Regions from separate parts of the Anser cygnoides genome. Here region 2 is linked to region 1. Evidence: chromatin contacts called from public Hi-C data. All regions are on one chromosome and are shown on one strand. The core of a region is the stretch at or near the end of the contact, and the rest is flanking DNA. Distances in the headings are between cores, read along the strand shown. Region 1 has its middle 64 kb from the start of BACH2. Region 2 overlaps BACH2 (BTB domain and CNC homolog 2).

Evidence for each region. A called contact is a pair of places that touch in the nucleus more often than the background predicts.
Region 2: a Hi-C map of liver shows a contact between it and region 1, with 3 times the contacts expected there. The contact joins two enhancer-like sites. A contact is called at or near these places in 4 of 7 Hi-C or Micro-C datasets (granulosa cells and liver).

What each region holds. Positions count from the first base shown.
Region 1 is chr3:82,617,176-82,619,875 of Taihu_goose_T2T_genome, reverse strand. No RefSeq gene overlaps it. Among named protein-coding and RNA genes, the nearest start is that of BACH2, 64 kb to the left of the region's middle. Within about 2 kb of position 1,360, at least 2 of the 3 cell types and tissues checked have open chromatin away from gene starts, as enhancers often do. A contact at or near this core is called in liver, where this site is marked.
Region 2 is chr3:82,858,977-82,861,676 of Taihu_goose_T2T_genome, reverse strand. All of the region lies in intron 5 of BACH2 (BTB domain and CNC homolog 2), which reads right to left. Among named protein-coding and RNA genes, the nearest start is that of GJA10, 23 kb to the left of the region's middle. Within about 2 kb of position 1,261, at least 2 of the 3 cell types and tissues checked have open chromatin away from gene starts, as enhancers often do. A contact at or near this core is called in liver, where this site is marked.

The DNA of each region.
Region 1 (2,700 bases), core at 111-2,610:
GCCTCAATAAAAATTTGAGAGGTGGGTGGAGAGCAACTGAGAGCACTATGAATGAGAATGGTTAGTCCTAAACCTGTGTTAAGGCTAACAGCCAAAGAATAAAGGAGCTGGTGAGGGGGAACACGTTGTTCTCATTATCTGCCAGTGGTTGCACATCTGCACTAAAAGACAACAAAAGGGCATTTTTTTGTACAATTGTACATTGTGTAATAAGATAAGAATAAAACTAATTCACATTTATCTAGAATTTCTCAGAATGGTTGTAGTCCCTGTAGACATAGCTGACTATAAAATGTGAAAGTCTGAGTCACACCAGCAGATTGTACGTGGCAGAGAAACTAATCTGATGTAATAGAAATGTTTACAAGCTCAGTGACCCTTCTCCCTCCACCCTCCTCCACTTTAAAAAGCCACGTAAGGCCATGGATCAAAGCAATGAAGTGGCAGCATGCTGAACACTGAAACAATAACAGCCCTGACTTTCTCAGACGTCAGTAGTGCAAGTTACTGGAGGATTTTTACATTCACTGAAGAAGGTAATATAATCATATGCATCAAAGACTGAAAGTGGAGCTATAATGCCACCAACTCTTATCACTAAAATATTGCTAAACATGATTAAACATGGTTCAGTGGAAATATCAGAAGCTGACTACCCAGTGGGATCAAAAAAACAGCAAACAGTTCAGAAATGTGTACTCAGTTAATGCTTACCAGATGCAATCAATTTAGAGTAATAGTCAGTTCCAGTCTTTAATTCATATCTTTATGAAATGAGTACAGATACACTCCTCTTATGTCTAACAGATTTCCTGCCTCTATTTTTTTTTTTTGGTCTTTTCCAAGCAACACACCACCTTCTGTTACTTGAACTCTTTGTCCCTCCCTAAGAAAGCTGGAGGTCCCTTACAGATAACAAACCTGCTATTGCTTCCTGAGCAGATCTCAAGTTTGGTAAGGGTAAATGTGATGACACTATGCATTTAGGGTTTTGTAAGACACGTGACTTCACTGCGCATGACACTGTGAAAATAAATGATAAATGCAAAGTCAAAAGAGCTCATAATGAACAGATTAAATGTTGCTTGTAAATGAGATTTTATCACCCTGGGGGATATTCCTTGCAGTGTCCCACAGGATTCCTTTCTGGTCTTTGTGGAAAGTCTGCAGAAAAACAGAAAAAAATGTTGAAGTGTGAGGGATAGGTTAGCTAGAAAAATTGATCTGGATTACTTGTTAAAGGAAGGTCAGTTAAATAGTATCCATTTTGACAGCCAAATGAAAATCCGTGAAGCTAGGGACAAATAAAAGCAGCTTTCCTACAGGAATGGGGGCTCTGTTTCAGAAAGTGGTGTTTTAGCAAAGGATTTAGGTGAATTGGCTAGTAATCAATCCTGTAGGCACTCTCAGGATAGCTCATAGCATAAAGGCCAATTTGGATCTCAAAGAAGAGCAGTGATATATTTAGCTGCCCTACTCAAGTGCTGGAGAAAGCTCAGACGAAAGCAACAAGACTGATCAGAAGTTTAGGAAATGTCAAGTTGGGGGGGAAAAACTGAACCATGAGAATGTGTCTAGTCTGAAAAAGACAAGACAACAACTTTCACACACATAAAAGGTAGCGGCAACAGAGACTGTAACGAAGTCTTGTCCATACCTTCTGGTGATAACACAAGAAGTACTGAGCTTAAATTGCACCAAGGAAGATTTATGCTGTCCTTCAGGAACTTTTTCTAGTGACAGACAACCGAGCACTGGAACATATTGCAGGTTACCATAGGATTAAGAACTGTTTGGGCCAGTGGTTTCCAATCTTTCTTTTGTACCTAATCTCAACTCAGAAAACCAGCAGCGTTCTGCCTCCCATTGTTAAGTGGTAAAATTGTTTTGTCTTAAAACAAAGAGCCTTAAAGGTTTTGGCGCACTGGAAATAATAGTGATGATGATGATGACACACACAAAAGACATTGCATGGGGAATTCACCAGCTTGATTAAAAACAAATGGAAAGTTAGCTTGGGATGTAGCCACGTTTCAGAATGGCCTTTAAGAGCAGGAAAATACTCGAAAGCTGGCTGGGGTGCACAGGAGCAGACGTGGTGGTAGAGACTGTGGGGCTGTGCAAGAGGAGTCATTGCAGACAGCTGCAATGAATCAGTCTTAAAGTAAGCAAGACATAACTGGGTTTGGGGATGAGTGGAAATGAAGGGAAACTGAAGACTCGGGGGGTGCCCATGGGTTACTGGCAGGCCACAGGGCTGGGAATGGAGAGGGCCAAGGTGAGGGACACAAGATAAGAATAAGGCAGAGGGCACAGACTGGGGCATGACTGACCCAGCCTCAGGTACTCAAGCAGATCTTTTTATGACTGCAAATACCTACTGAGCAATCTTTGTCAGATATACTGCACTTGCCAGCCAAAAAGTGATGCAGAGCTGCTGACAAAAAAAAAGGGGGACATCTTTCTGTTTTCTGTTTGTGTTGCTTAAACTGTCTGAAGCCTAAGGAAATGTACACTGAAGCAGATACGCTCACGAAATCAGGGAGACCCTGCTCAGCTGACCAGCGAGGAGTTGTGTGGATGGTGCCCTCAGGTATTCATTTCTCAGGAGCCGAAGGATGTGCCCTCAGGTCATGTCACTCATACCGCCCCATCTGGAATCCCTCATTTCTCATGTTTGGGAGCTAGAGTCACGATCTC
Region 2 (2,700 bases), core at 12-2,511, 240 kb before region 1:
TTCCAACCCTCTCTCGAACTCTTAGTGAACCTGGAGAAAGGCAGATGTGCTCAAAGACTTCGGTTAGGTTTTCTTCACAAACCTATCAGCTCGCTCAAATTAAAGACATCTTGGCTCCCTACAAGCCCTGCTTCACTTATCGTTTGAGATTGATAATACAACTATGCAAAACCCAGTGTTTCAAGGTGTGCTGCTCTATTTGGTGATAAAATAAGACTAAGCTGACAAATCTGAAGGAGATGACAACTTGAGTAACCAGATTGACCCTTTCTTTTTTAAAGTCATACCCACACTGACCAAAAGATGGCAGTAAATATTTACATTTCTGTCCTGGTTTGGAACACTCCAACCTCTTTCAAACAAGGCGACTATTCTTTAGACACGCCACCAAAGAAAATAGATTGAAGTTTCTCCAGCCAAGCAAAAGACTCTGGTTGAAAAGGTTCCTTTGATATTTAAAACATGGTTATCGTCCTCAAATGGTGCACCTCAAGTCATGTGGAGATAAATAGCAGCACAGCTTAGAAGTCTGTGCAGTTTGTGAAGGACGTCCACCCACCCACCCACGCCAGCACCTCTGGCGGCAGCCAGCTCCCTGCCTTGTTTATCAGCTTGCACTTTCCAGGGCTCCCTTGTTGTTGCTCTGTGTTTCTCCAAGCCCGGGCCACGTGAAACCCGGCGCAAACACCCGCAGTATCCTTTCACACGGTTTCATGCCCTGAACATTGCCCCTCTGTCCCCACCTGTGAAACTGGGGCTCAGCCACCGCTTTGCGGCGCGTTACTTTGCAGGTCAGCTTGTGGCCCTGCCAACATCGCCCCCACGCCTGCTTGTACACAGAAGTTGACCTTAGACATGGTGATGTGGATGCCTTGTTTACAGACTGCTGCCTAACGGCACGAAACCTCTTCGATTTCCCCGTCCTACACTTTGGACGGTAAACACAAGCTCGGTGTCGGCTGCTTTTCTCTCAAGCTTCACCCAGGGTCTGAAAATAAAAACAGCCACTGAAAGGCACCACAGTCTCGCTGCAAAAACACTCCTTTCACATTCAGAGTTTTCGCTCATTTGCTCGAGTCCCAAGCTGAAAGTGATGTTAAAACGTTATTCTTCCTTCCCTCTCCCTTTCAAAACATATTTATCTGCAAGCAGGAAACGTGCCTGCATTTTGAACAGGAATGAAATGGAATTGACTTAAATCTGTCGGGTAGAAGTTGCTGAAGGGAAATGGAAAAATGGAGAGAAACATGTTCAAAAAATAAAAAATAGACTGAAAATAAAAATACCTACACAGCAGGGCAAAGGCTGCTATCAGTACAGCCAGCATAATCCCACTCCTGTCATATGCAGCACTGCACAGGATTAAAAAAGTGAAAGGGAGAGTGGAAGTGAGTCAGACTCATTTCCTTCACCATCCACATAATTTTTATTGCCTGTCTCCCTCTCCTCAATTAGCTGTCAACTGGAAAAAAAAAAAAAAAGCCACTCTTTGGCATGGACACAATGAATAACTACACGGTGGTATTGCTGCAGTGAGAGGCTATCGGCTTTGACGTCGATGCAGGGCAGGCTTCTCAGCCGGTATTTATTGCAGCAGAGCCACAAGTCAGTTTACAAGAGCTGATGGCTGAGCCGCGGGTGGGATTGGGCTGAGAGCTGTCTAAAACGATGGGCTGAGACTTGCTCGTGTCCCAGTCCCTGCTGCTGGCATCACGGGCAGAGAGAGCCCCTTGGAGAGCAACGCGTCCTGCCTGGCTTCTCCTCCTCCCTGCCCACAGAGGGAGCTGAGATGGGACTTAGAAAAGATGCTCTCTCTTCAGGTATCTGAGTGAGATGAGAGAAGGCTTACCTGGGCTGTCCTGAAAAGGATACTCCATCTTTTCTGAGCTGTGGAAGAAAAGCCCAGCAAGTATGTTGCCCTGTAAACTGTTCTTTTGAATAACTATGAATTATATCCAGGAAATATCTGTGTACTCGGGCTTGGACTATTTCAGAATGAGAAGAGTAAGCAGGATGCCCACTCCTTTCATCAGTTACTCCAGCCAGAGCTAACCGCACGGAGAATGGAGCTCTTAAATCTCCACTATCGACGCAGTTACGCTTTCTCTGATTTTTTACACCAGTAGCAGAGGCTGTGTTTTCACCACGCCACAAACAAGCCAGCACTTTCCACTCCTGCTGCAGCCTCGGCTGCCCCTGATTCTGGCTGATACACTCCGTAGAGGACAGCCAACCCACCCTGGTGAAAAATATAACTTGCTTATGATTTTGCGGCATTTTTTCCTCAGTGTACTAGTCCCTGCTGCTGTCCTTCCCCCTCTCTTTCAGTTTGGAATAAAGGACCAAGGCCCTGTACTCACTCTCACTAAGATATGAATGTCAAGTGTCAGGAATTTCCTTATCTCATGAGATACATTAGCTTTTTCACTATTTCTTTATATCTAAATTTCAATGTCGTCTTCCGTGAGCTGCCAAGTGCTAGTGGAGATACTGAACTTCCCAAGCCTGGCTTAACATCACAGTAAATAAAAGGATTCATCCAATAAGCATGAGAAAAGACAATCATTATGTATCGGGCATGGCAGAACTGAGGGCAGAACTGAGTGGAACCAACAAGACCTTTATAAACGGTTCAAACTCTTGGCCATTTGCTCTAGAGCTGTAGGAAACAAAGCTGTGCCTTAATGCTCTTGCATTGAA